Regions from separate parts of the Mus musculus genome. Here all the other regions are linked to region 3. A link is a contact called in public Hi-C and HiChIP or PLAC-seq data. All regions are on one chromosome and are shown on one strand. Each heading gives the region's core, a stretch centred on a gene start, on an enhancer-like site or on the middle of the called end of the contact. The rest is flanking DNA. Distances are from core to core; before and after follow the strand shown.

The links. A called contact is a pair of places that touch in the nucleus more often than the background predicts. HiChIP or PLAC-seq counts read pairs in DNA pulled down with a chosen protein or histone mark.
Region 1: a contact with region 3 is called in a Hi-C map of CD8 T cells, with 5 times the contacts expected there. The contact joins the promoter of Adcy3 here to the promoter of Dtnb in region 3. A contact is called at or near these places in 1 of 39 promoter capture datasets (pre-B cells), 1 of 484 Hi-C or Micro-C datasets (CD8 T cells) and 1 of 9 other capture datasets (pancreatic islet).
Region 2: an H3K27ac HiChIP or PLAC-seq map of microglia shows a contact between it and region 3, with 5 times the contacts expected there. The contact joins the promoter of Cenpo here to the promoter of Dtnb in region 3. A contact is called at or near these places in 3 of 39 promoter capture datasets (frontonasal cranial neural crest, liver and pre-B cells) and 3 of 115 datasets of contacts at active chromatin or transcription factors (extraembryonic endoderm stem cells, microglia and thymic regulatory T cells).

What each region holds. Positions count from the first base shown.
Region 1 is chr12:4,132,232-4,136,452 of GRCm38.p6, reverse strand. It overlaps Adcy3 (adenylate cyclase 3), which reads right to left and starts at 2,300. Exons shown (of 21, transcript NM_138305.3): 1 at 1,453-2,300. The coding sequence starts at 2,127.
Region 2 is chr12:4,232,573-4,236,493 of GRCm38.p6, reverse strand. Cenpo (centromere protein O) reads left to right here and starts at 2,529. Exons shown (of 7, transcript NM_134046.6): 1 at 2,529-2,742; 2 at 2,837-2,963. The coding sequence starts at 2,918. It overlaps Ptrhd1 (peptidyl-tRNA hydrolase domain containing 1), which reads right to left and starts at 2,481. Exons shown (of 2, transcript NM_001204912.2): 1 at 2,216-2,481; 2 at 1-131. The coding sequence starts at 2,467.
Region 3 is chr12:3,569,481-3,573,705 of GRCm38.p6, reverse strand. Dtnb (dystrobrevin, beta) reads right to left here and starts at 1,315. Exons shown (of 18, transcript NM_001162465.2): 1 at 1,059-1,315.

The DNA.
Region 1 (4,221 bases), core at 1,051-3,550, 560 kb before region 3:
GGTGTTCACAGGACAACACCCAGCACCAGGAAAACAAAAAACAAACAAACAAACAAAAAATGAAAACCAAGACCACAGTGATATGCTATAACCGCACAGGCTCTAGCCTGGTGCTGAGCCGAGCAGAAAACCTTTGTGAACTTTAACTGAGCACAGTAGCCCACATCTACAAACCTAACGCATGGCAGGTAGAAGCAAGAAGGATCGATCAGGTGCTCAAGTCACCCTCAGCTACAGCAAGACCATTTTGGGCTACATGAAACCCTGCCTCAAAATAATAAATCAATTTAAAAAAAATATATATATATATATCTGTGAAGTAGGTTCCTACCTGACCCAGAATGGGAAAAATAGAAAGAACGTTGTACCAAGACCTAGAAAAAAAGTTAAAAACCCAGCAGAAGCCATGTTTCCCTCTAAACAGCTGGGAGGCAATGGAACAGGCCCCTCAAAGTTCTGTCACCAGAGGTACCACTGTAAGCCATGCCCCAAACCCAAGCAGACAATGACAAAGGCTTTGGTAAGACAGAAGCCACAGTGAGATGTGGGTAAAGACCTCTGGAAGCAGACGGAAGAAACCTGATGGCTGTTCCTGGCCACTTCCCTGCTCTCTGGTCACATACGGAAAACTGGAAAGTGTGTCGTAAGATACAGAACGCATTGACTCACGTCTCTGGGGAGCCTTTTAAAGGATGACCAGATAATTCAGACCAGAATCACAGCCCATCTCTCGCAGCACTTGGTGGGAACGCAAATCAGCAAAGCTGAATCTCAACTGTCCACGCCTTCAGTGGAACTAGCCTGCTAGGCCGCAACACCACACTCCACACCACAGCGGCTATGACAACCGTCCCGGTTGTGTCCCCACTTCTGCCTTCTATGGGAGACCACCCTCCCTTACATCACCTATCTGCTGGTGATGCTCTGAGCTCTAAGGAAGAAGCAGGGTATCTAATAACCACGCCTTCCCTCCTTAAGCTCTTCACATAACCTAACAGGCTTTCATCTCTGTTCCCTTGGATCTTGATAACAGCCACTTCTGCATCCAGGGCAGACAGGATCCCCATTTGACTGAGAGCACTGAACCCCCACAAGTCAAACACCATCTGGAGTTAAGCAGAGTTTGCCACAAGCCGTCTCTTGACCTGGGTCATAGACTGGCTGAGCAAGACTTCCTCCACACCAAGATCCAAGGTGCTGTCACCAACTCCAACCAGGCACAGTTGGCTGAGTGGCCCCGAGGCCCAGTGTTCTTTCTCTAGGAAAAACACCATATGACATCGGGGTGCACACTCCCAGGGGCTGAGAGGTAGTCCTCTGAACTGACAACTGGGACCCCAAGGCCGCTCAGGACGTGTTCAACTCCTGGCATTGAAAGCAATCCCACCTGAGTGACACTTGGCTGGAAGAGAAGGAATACAATAGACAGATAGGGAGGAGGGTGGGACTCACCTCCCTCAGCAGCTGCATCCCTTCCAGCTCATCCTGCTGCTGCTGGGCCACAGTGACCCCCAACACAAGCGTGTGCACAACACAGGAGACCACAGAGATGATCACGATGGGGCTGAGGCTGAGGGGCAGCGTTATGAAGAAGGAGAAGACAAAGAAAGCCTGCCAACCCACAGTGTCACTGGCTGCGTGGGCCCGTGAAAAGTTCAGGCCCAGGTAGGAGAAGATCTGGGCCGAGATGAGCAGCCACAGCAGGTAGGGTACCACTTTGCGGCTCACTCGGTCCGGGAGCAGCCCCTTTTTACAGAGCACGAAAAGGATGATGTCCAACACCAGACCGAAGCCTGCCACCATGAGGGGCGCCAGCTTGTCGCTGGAGAAGACCACCGCGCACATCACTACCACGTAGCAGTCAAAGAGGGCCGCAAAGACCACCAGCACCAGCAGGGTCTCATGGCGCTGCCTTTTGAAGTAGGTCTGGTAGAGGTTCTCCAAGGACTCAGGCACGAAGGTCAGCCGCATAAAGCGAGGCAGGCACAGGCAGGACCCCGAGTTCCGCACAGAAATTTCATGGGTCCGGCCGACCCCGCGGTCGGGGTCAGAGGGCAGGCTGACCGAGTATTCAGCTGAGTACTCTGCCGAGTACTCGGGATCCGAGAAGCCCTGGTTCCTCGGCATGTTGGCTGCTGGCTGTTTCTAATGAGGAAGGGAGACCTGCAGGTCAAGCCACTTCACCAGGGCTTCGTAAGACCCGGGGAAGGCGGGGAGGTTCCTCTTGGTTATGAATGAAGGGCGTCCAACTGGAGCTGGAATGCTTAGTGGGTTCCCAGGACACAGGTGGCACCGAACATCTGCAACTTAAAAGGACATGGCTAAGGACATGGCGCCTCTTTCCTTGACCCAACCTACCCCTCATACAGATCCATGCTACACAAGCCTCCAACACCACAGCCTCCCAAGCACGCCCACACACTCAGTCCAGTCCACACCAGACACCCGGTTTCCTGCGTCGGGCTTCTGGAGGGGCCTAGCCATCTCTCCATTCCTTGTATGCCCGGCTCTATCCCTGACTTCCTCACCTAAATTCCCTTCAGGCCCACTGGCTCCAAGCTGAAAAGAAAACGTGCCTGGAAGGAGCCGGAGCGGTCCTGGGGATTCCCTCATCTCCCTTCTGTTTACTTCCTTTCCCCCACCCACCCCTGGGAGAATCCAGCCCCTTCCCAACCTCGGGCTCTGCAGCCTCGTGGAAGTCCATCCAGCCCTGGGTCGTAGCTTGGCGCTGACCTGTGCGGGAACTCGGGAGCCGCGCGCTCCAAACCGGGGCTGCGGAGCCAAGCCAAGTGGGCTTCAGCGAGCCGCAGGCTGCTTCCCGCAGTGCCGCCGCGCCAGCTCGTCCACCCGGAGCCTGTGCGCGGGTCCCCTCGCGGTCAGGCCCCGGGTCAGGCTGGGAGAGGCGCGAGGCTGCGGCTCAGCATCGGTGGGCGCAGAGGACGGCGGCGGCGCGCGCTGCGGATGGCGGGCCCAGGCCGGGGCAGCTTGCCAGCATCCTCTCCCCGCACGCAGGGCGAGCCAGCCGAGTCCGTGCGCTGCGCTCTGCACACTGATTCACACGCGCCGCAGGCCCCAGGAGGCGGGCGGCCCCTCCCCGCCTTGTCGCCGCCTCCTGGGCGCCGGGTGGAGGGGCCCCCTCGCTGTCCCCGGTGTCTCCCTCTTGCCAGCGCCCGGCGACGACTGCGTGGAAACGCCGAATTGGTGGCAGATAGAAAGGAACGAGGCGAATCTGCGCCTTGCCCCCAAACAGGCCGTGTTACGGAAGATCAAAGCCCGGGACGTATCTTCCCTGAAGGTGAGGCGTGCTGGGGCACCCCGGCCGCCCTTCTTCTACCCTGGCTTCCTTCCGGGGACAGGAGAGGCCTCGGGCTGAGGTTTGGGGGCAGCTCCCTGAGTGGGCGCGCCCCATCTCAGTGTCTCCGCCCACCCTGGCAGCCCAGACGTCAAGCGTGGGGCTTGATCTCTCTTCGAGGGAATAAGCAGCCGAAACTGGTGACAAAAGAGGACTGAAGTAGCTTGATTGGTGCCTGGCACGTGGACCTGAAAGAGGCCTTGCTTCACGAAGATCTCCAGTGCACATCCAACCAATTGGGATGTATTTGAGTTCTTCCTTAAAGAAGCAAATGCTCCTTTTGGACCTGTCCATCTCCTAAGCCGTAGCATCAATTATTTTCCTTGAATTTGACAGAACACCTTGTTAGGAGTGAAAGTCGTTTTAGAAGAAAATGTGCTCAAGGGACTGAGGACAGCCCTCAGCATTAAGGGATCAAGCTTTGGGGGCAGCTAAAGATGAGAGAAGAAAAACAGACACAGGGGATGGGGAGCTAGCGAGGGATGCCCTGTCACTCAGGGATAGATGTCCATTTAGAACTTCAGGCATACATTCACAACACCCAGGGAATAGTCCATCACTTAATTGGTCTTCCATTGCTGTGTGTATGGGTGTCCCTCAAATTGTCTGACAAGATCAGTACCCCCCACCCTGCACTCCCCATCCCTCCCACGTGCCTCAGCCCACACTCTCCAGGGCTTTGATTAGAAAGGCAAAGCACAATAACTAACTTCAAATAGAGGCGGAGGGTGAACTCTGTACAAAGCACCAGCCCCATCAGTTTAAGTTGTTTGGGGTCCAGGAATTTATTGCAACTTGTTACATGACGATAAAGGATGTGGTTTTTACTTTTAACAAAGGAATTCATTGATTTTCAAAAGGGGGGGGGG
Region 2 (3,921 bases), core at 1,280-3,779, 660 kb before region 3:
TCTTCCTTGGGGTATGGCCTCAGGGCTATGCATGTGGCAATGTTCTCCGGCTGCTCCAGCCACAGCGTGTGGTCAATGTTCTTCTGCTGCAGGGTCTCAGCCAGCTCCTTCAAGGTGGTCTCATCAGCAGCCTACAAGTTGCAGAACACACAACACAGACTGAATGACCCATTTAGGAAGTGTCAGAAGGTCACAAGAGTGGGGACGGGCTCTGTAACTGGAGCTGTGGCTCCACCAAAGAACTGTAGAGCAACAGTTGTGCCCATTGGTTTGCTATTTCCTTTTTTTAGGATCTTACAGAAGTGGCTAGGAAGGGGCTGAGAAGGAGGCTCGATACCCTGTTAATAAAATGCAATTCTCTTTTTTGTATTGAATTCTGCTATATAGTTTCTAGTTCCCTATGGCTGGCGCCTACTGCAGCTCACCTTCACCCTTAAGCTATCTGTGACTCAGCTGACCACTGGGAAGACTTCTAAAATTACATATACTTTCCTTCTCCCTCTCTCATCCCCTCAGGCCCAAGCCTAAGTTGATGCAGGACACATCTCTCAACTATTTGATATAAGAGGGCTCAGTCCACTGTGGGCAGTACCATCCCTAGGCAAATTGGCCTTAAGTGTATAAGTAAAATAGTTGAAGGTCAGGAGAGCCAGTAAACAGTGTTCCTCTGTGGTTTCTGCTTCAAGATTTCTGCCTTAAGTTCCTGCTTTGGCTTCTCTAGATGATTGATGTAACCTGTAAGGTGTAATAAATCCTTTCCTTCCCAAGTTGATTTTTTTTTGGCCATGGTATTTTTCTCAGCAACAAAAAGCAAACTAGAATATTATATTATGCATGCACACTGAGAATAACTTGTAAGATTTGTTTTTGTTTTTTTTTTCTTCCCATCAAGTGAGTCCAGGGATAGAACTAGGGTTGTCAGACTTGGTGGCATATGCCTTTACCCAATGAGCCATCTCACCAACCCTTTTCATCTACCCTATTATATGCTTTTTGGTCAGCAGAATAGGATCTAAGGCCAACAGGATCTTGACCTGGATACAAATACAACTTTTTTAAATTCCAGGAGATCTAGGAGAAGGCTTTCTGGTAAAGAATATCATATGGTCCTAACCCTTAAGAGTTAGTCCAGGAGCTGAGGAGATGCTCCGTGTCCAGAGGACCAGAGTTCAGTTCCTAGAACCCACAGTGGGATGTTCTCACTGCCTATAACTGCAGAAGAGCCTACATCCTACTCTGTCCTCCCATGTGCATACGTCCCACAGACACACACACCTACACGTCTGCACCCATGTGCATACGTCCCACAGACACACACACCTACACGTCTGCACCCATGTGCATATGTCCCACAGACACACACACCTACACAGAATTTAAGTAGATCTTTAAAAAAGGGTTAATCAAATGCGTATGTAAATCACCAAGATGGGAAAGGACCCCTCAGAAAGTTGAACACAGATGTAGGTTGGCACGTTGGTCCCTTTGGCCATTGTTCCTCCACTCTCACCCCTTTGCCAGTGTTTTCCTGGATAAAGATTTCTCTAGAGAAGCAGGTGCTATGTAAATGTCAGTTAGGAGACTTGAGACTCAGAGCTTCTGAAAAACATACTCCTTTTCCCCACTCACTGAGCATTTCTCCTTTTAAATAAACAGCCTCTATTTCTTACTAACAATATTAAGGCAGTGCTAATTTTAGGCCCAGCTTTTTTCTTTTTCTTTCTTTTTTTTTTTTTTTTTTTTTTTTTTTTTGAGACAGGGTTTCTCTGTATAGCCCTGGCTGTTCTGGAACTCACTTTGTAGCCCAGGCTGGCCTCGAACTCAGAAATCTGCCTGCCTCTGCCTCCCAAGTGCTGGGATTAAAGGCGTGCGCCACCTCGCCCGGCTAGGCCCAGTTTTAAAAGGCAGATTGGTGCACAGGCATAAGCGCCACGCTTTCCCCAGCTTCGTTCCCAGGGATCTAAGGGACACTGGAACAACCAATTTCTGGTGAACGCTGTGATAGCAGGGTCTGCGTCGGTTCTTCACAGTCATGCTCTGCCAAAGGGAAGGTTCACTGCGTAGCGCAGACCATTCCCAAACTCTTAGTGATCCCTCCTACAATCATGCCACACGTACTTCCGGAAGCTAAGGGTTGGGCCCAAGAGCAGATCTACTTCCGGCCTCGGCACCCCACCCCCGTTTAGGGTCCCTCCGGATACTCCCCACGCCTCACCTCGAGAACCACCTTGCGCATGCGCCCCAGCTCCCGGAGATAAGCTGCCGTGTGCGGATGGTCTCGATGAAGGTGCAAGGCTGCTGTGGCGGCGTGACAAGCCTGCGCTACCAGTGCGCCGGTGGGCCAGGAAAAGGGAGCCTGAGATAGATCCTTTCGTAATACTAAGTACTGTACAAGGATCTGTGGCTCCACCCCAGAGCATGCCATCTTCCTGATCATCAGACTGGCCGGACGTACCTTGCGGTGCATGCTGGGATTAGTGTGGAGCTGCTGGGCGCCACCATGTTCGTGTACGGCGGAAGCACAAAGCACTCTGGGATCAGTGGGTTACGTTGTTACTTCAGTTGCTCTCGGCGGGAATTCTTAAACTGCATCCTGAGTGAGGGAGCTTTGGCGAGAAAGCAAGACCCAGTGGTAGACAGATTAGCATTACTGTACAGCTTCTTTGGGTGTTCGAGGAAGCCCGGCTGGACCATAGTGGCCACGGCGGTGAGGTAGGCGTGGACAGGGCTGACCAGTCCAAGGTAAGGGACGCCAGCGGGGACACTTTGCTTATCCCGGGACTGTCAGGCAATAGTGGCAATAGATTGGTGATTGCGTGTCTTTTACTATTTACAGTTAAGGACGTTCGGGTCCATGTTAACCCTGCCTTGTACGTCCAGCATCGTAAGAAAAAACACTTGAGAACCCGAAGAGGAGATGGAGTCTGCAAATACTTTGTGTCCAGGCAGGAAGTGCAAAGGAGGTATTCAAAGGGGTTTGGCTTTCTCTGTACCACAGTGTTTCCAGACTTTATTGCAAAGGAAGGGACACTGTAAGGCAGTAACTTTGGCGATTAGATATGGATTTGATTCAGGGCTCTATCTTAGGAAATTTTGTGGCTTGGACACATTATAGTTCTGCCTCATTTTCTTTCTCCTTTAAACAAAACTTAATGTGAAAGCATCATGTGGGTTGAAATTGTTACTAAAAACTAAAAGTTTGATGACTTAATTGTTAAAAATATGTTGCAATCAAGTATAATCCATACCCTAGAACTAAATTACTATGTAATCCCAAATTTGCCAGTAACTTGCCCTTCTGTGTGTCAGCACACCTGGCTAAACAAGTGACGAGTGAAAGTTTGTGAATAATCATCAAACTTCGACAGGTCAATTATTCTCCAGTTCCCTTGTCATCTCCAATCCAAAAGATTGAAACATTTAGTTATGATTATGTTGGTTTTCTCTCTCTGCTTGGCAATTACCACTGCTTATCGTGTGAACTTGGAGAGGAACTAAATACAGCAGAGAGAAGGAACTGCTGTGCTCAGGCTCCAGAGGAAATAAAAGAAGTCAGGAGTCAGTAACGGGAAGAAAAGCAAGTGAAGGGCCAACATGCTGCCTACTGTGGCTCTCTCTTGATCTTATGCAAGTTGGTTTGTTTGTTTTTTAAAGGAGCTATACACTAGTAATTTGATGTCTAGCCTTGGCTGGATAGATGAATGAGCCAGGTCTGGGCTGTCCCAAGACAAATGAAGAAAGGATTTTTGTGAATGTATATTCTTGTGAACCCTGCAAAGTAAATATTGGATCTGCTTAAGGAAACTAGTTACATGAGGTGAAGCATTGGACTTCTCTAGGGAGGTTTCATCTGGGTTGTGGGAAAGCATGGAGAATCGGCCTTTCCCACCATAGATTTGTGCTTCTGTGATAAGCAGGCTT
Region 3 (4,225 bases), core at 66-2,565:
TGCCACCTAAGCCACTGTTTTAACCTACCAGTGCCTGGGTTACCTGAAGAGGCAAAAAGAGAATCCGAGGACCAAAGGAAGTCCAGCGATCATCCCTAACTCTACAGAGACTGACACTCAAGCCCCTGCTTCCTCCATCCATTCTGCAGTGGGCATCCACTGTAGGGCTGCTGGGATCCAGGCCACATCCGGAGGACTGAACAGAAAACAGGCACGGAGCTTAATTCTAGCTGGGAAGGCAAGATTCTTCTTCCAGATTTCTTCTCCCCCTCCCCACCCCTCTTTTAAATGTCAGTAAGATCCTTCAAATCTCTTCTCAATAGTTCCCACCAGCTTTCCTCAACTATCTTACTTTCTCCACAAACCAAGCAACTTACGGCTCCAGTTTCCCAGGGCTGGGAAAATCCTAAAGGGACCTGAAGTGAACAGAACAGGAAACATGAAATAGAGCACTTTACATTTTGTGTGCATACTTTCACAGCCGAACTGTCAGCACTTCAACAGCAAAAGATGGCTGAGAGTGATAAAGTCGTGACCCAGGCGCTGACCGCGGTTCTCTCCTGCTCCGTAGCTAATCAATAAACGCTTGCAGAGAATGCTGGAAGGTCTCCCTGATTCCCTAAGGCCTGGCACAGAAATTTAACAGCAAGCATTCGTCAGCTGCATCCTCCCTCTTCTCCGGACACTGTGCCCAACAGGGGTGACCTGGGTGGACAGGTTCGTCTACCGGGAGCCTCGGGGGACACTGAGAGGTGATCTGGAATGAATTCCCTTCCCTCTGCCAGGGCCTGCCTACCTCACCTGCCCTCTGCCAGGACCTGCCGCCTTCGCCCCCTTCAGCACCTAACGCGGAGCCTCCTCCCCGCCAGCCGGGCTCAGGATGCATCAGCAGCGCGCGCAGCCCGGCTCTGCGCTCCGCGGGCCCCCGCGCGCGCGGGTGACCGGAGAGCCCTCCCCGGCCCGGCGTGCTGTCTCCCAAGGGTCGCCGCTCCAGGGCCGCGCACTCCGCCACCCCGCAGCCCTCCTTCTCGCTCCTCCAGCCCCGGCGGACTCCCCACCTGGCTCGCTTCCCGGCCGGAGCTGAGGGGCCGTCGCGTGGCTCTCCGGCGGCCGCAGCCTCCTCCAACCCGGCCCCCTCGGCTGAGGCGGCTGAAGCAGCAAGCAGCGACTGAGGCGGCGGCGCCCACTCAGGCCCCGGAGCCGCCCCCGCGGCGAACGGAACGGCGCCGGCTCGCGCCGCTTCCCCGCCCGGCACGCGCAGCGAGCCCGCCCCCGGCGCGAGGGCGCGAGGGCGCGAGGGCGAGGGCGGGTGCGCGCGGAGGGCGGGCGCGCGGAGGGGCGGGGCTTCCGCCGCGAGAGGGGGCGGGGAGGCGGCCGAGTGCCCTCCCGCGGGTTCGCGCGCCCCCTCCGGGCCTCTGCTGTGCGCCGGCCGCGGAGGTGGAGGTGGACTTGCCCTTCCACTCCACAGGTAGCTGCCGGGCGGCTGCGTGCTGCGCCGACGTGACTGCACCTTAAGGAATGCGAAGAAACACCCGGTGAATCATTGCCTCGAGCGCGGGTCCTCCCCCGAGTGACTTTCCACATTGCCTCAGCAGGCTCGCTGAGCCCTGACTCCGCGCCTGGTGCCCGATGGACACGATCCGGGTCACGGCCCCTGGTCCCCAAGAATGCATAACTTAGGGAGAAGAGCAGCCTTGCGAAGGACCGAGTCTGGTCCCCTGCGCAAAGCCAAGCCACAGCCGGATGCGGTGAGAGGATGAAGGAGAGACATTACTTTCCGCTTAGTTGTTCAGTAGTTCCTAAAAGTGGGACTATTTAGACATTAAACAGCTTGAGCAACGGAGCAGGGGCGACAAAGCTTCATTTATTTATCTAGCATCTATTTATTTATTTATTCATTACCAACTCTTTTTTTTTTTTTTTTGGTTTTGGTTTTTCGAGACAGGGTTTCTCTGTGTAGCCCTGACTGTCCTGGAACTCACTTTGTAGACCAGGCTGGCCTCGAACTCAGAAATCCGCCTGACTCTGCCTCCCTAGTGCTGGGATTAAAGGCGTGCGCCACTACCCCCCCCCCCCCCCCCCGCTTCATATCATTTTTTTAAAGGACTTTATTTTATGTGTATGAGTGTTTGGGCTGCAATGTGTGTGCACCCTGTGAGTGCCACCCCGAGGCCAGAAGAGTGTGAAATGACACCTGGATGCTGGGGAATCAAACCCAGGTCCTCTGATAACATAGCAAGTGCTCTTAACTACTTAGCTATCTCTCCAGCCCCTCATATTGCCATTTTTTATAGAAGCTTTTCCAAACTCTCTAGGGACATCAAAGTCTTCTTTTAATGGCTCAAAAGATAAATGTTTTCCCTCAACTTTAAGACAGCGGCATGATCCATTAGACTTTTGGTGCGTGTGGATGTGCACATGTTAAGGAAAGCAGCAGTAGGCCTGTGTGCTTTAGGGATGCTTTTTGAAGCCTTCTGGCACCTTATGGAAAGGCAGATCATGCCACCTGCTTCAATCAGACTGGCAGCCTGCCTCTAGGACACCCTTTTCCTCCTCTTCTCACAATCTATTTTTAAATTCCCATGGTGAAGGCAGTGCTGTGCTGATAACTTAGAGTAAGTGAGGTTTTTTGTGTGAGAGGGGATACATTACTTTTCACACATGAATTGTGTGACTGTTTTGCATGTTTGGAAGAGTCTCACTGGTTGCTAGGTGGTGGCTGCTGTAACCATGTAAGGATCCTCAGACTATGTCAAGAGACCTTTAGTTTCTTACCATGTGTTGAGCTCCTACTATGGGGAAGGCATTGATGGGTAAAAACCTTGACTCTGTTGCAAAGAGGTAGAGTATGAAACTGAAGCTACAGGAACCAGCACGGTGCCTCAGACACCTGGAGCATTCAGAACCTGGAGGCAGGAGCTGAAGCAGAGACCCTGGAGGAACCGTGCTTACTCCATAGCCAGCTCAGTCAGATTTCTTCTGTGACTCAGGACCATCTGCCCAAGGACATCACAACCCACAGTAGGCTCAACCCTCCTACATCAATCATTAATGAAAAACAAAACACTTTTTTTTCCTACGGACTTCCTGCATGTCAATCTGAAGGAAACATTACTCAATTGAGTAATGTTTCTTCCCAAATGATTGTAATTTGTATCTAGTTGACAAAAAAAATTTAAAAAAATAGCCAGCACACCATACCTTGTCATCATATATTGCATACATGTATTGAAATATGCATGGTCATTTATAAATATGTACAGTTATTCCATTAATTAAAGATTTTGAAAATGTTTTAAGAAGATATAAATATTAGCCACCCTGATTGTTCACCACCTACTGTATATTCACATGTCAGATTATCCTATGGTACCCCATAAACATATACAATTAAAATAATTTTTGTGATATATGTGCAGATCTGTGTATAGTTAGCTACATATGTGTGTGCTGTATCTTATGCACATATGTGGGCATGTGTGTGGAAGCCAGAGGACAATGTCAGGAGCTATCCATCTTGGTTGCTTTTTTAAGACAAGTTCCCTCACTGGCCTGGGGCTTCTTGAGTATGCTAGGCTAGCCCAACAGCAACCCCCAGGATCCACCCATCTCTGTCTGACTCTGCAGCACTGAAATGACAAGTGTTCCCCAAATGAAACACAAGTACTCCTCACATGAAACACATGTGCTCCTCACACTCAGCTCTGTATTTATGCACTGGAGCTCAGACTCAGCCCCCATGCTTCACTGACAGCTGTCTTCTACAGGCCCCAGTTATAATCATCTTGAAAGACTGTTTTGTGTCTTGTAAAATGGCAATTTTCTTTTTTTTTTTTAAAGATTTATTTATTTTATGTATATGAGTACACTGTAGCTATCTTCAGACACACCAGAAGAGGGCATCAGACCCCATTACAGATGGTTGTGAGCCACCATGTGGTTGCTGGGAATTGAACTCAGGACCTTTGGAAGAGTAATCAGTGCTCTTAACCGCTGAGCCATCTCTCCAGCCCCGGCAATTTTCTTTTTTGAGTCAGAGTTTCTCTGTGTAGCTCTGGCTGGCCTGGAACTCAGTCTGTAGACCAGGCTGGCCTTGAACTTGTAGAGATCCACCTGCCTCTGCCTCCCAAATGCTGGTATATTGCAAATTTTGTGAGGATCACTTTGTTGTTGTTGTTGTTGTTGTTGTTGTCGTTTGCTTGCTTTGTTGTAAGATGGTATCTCT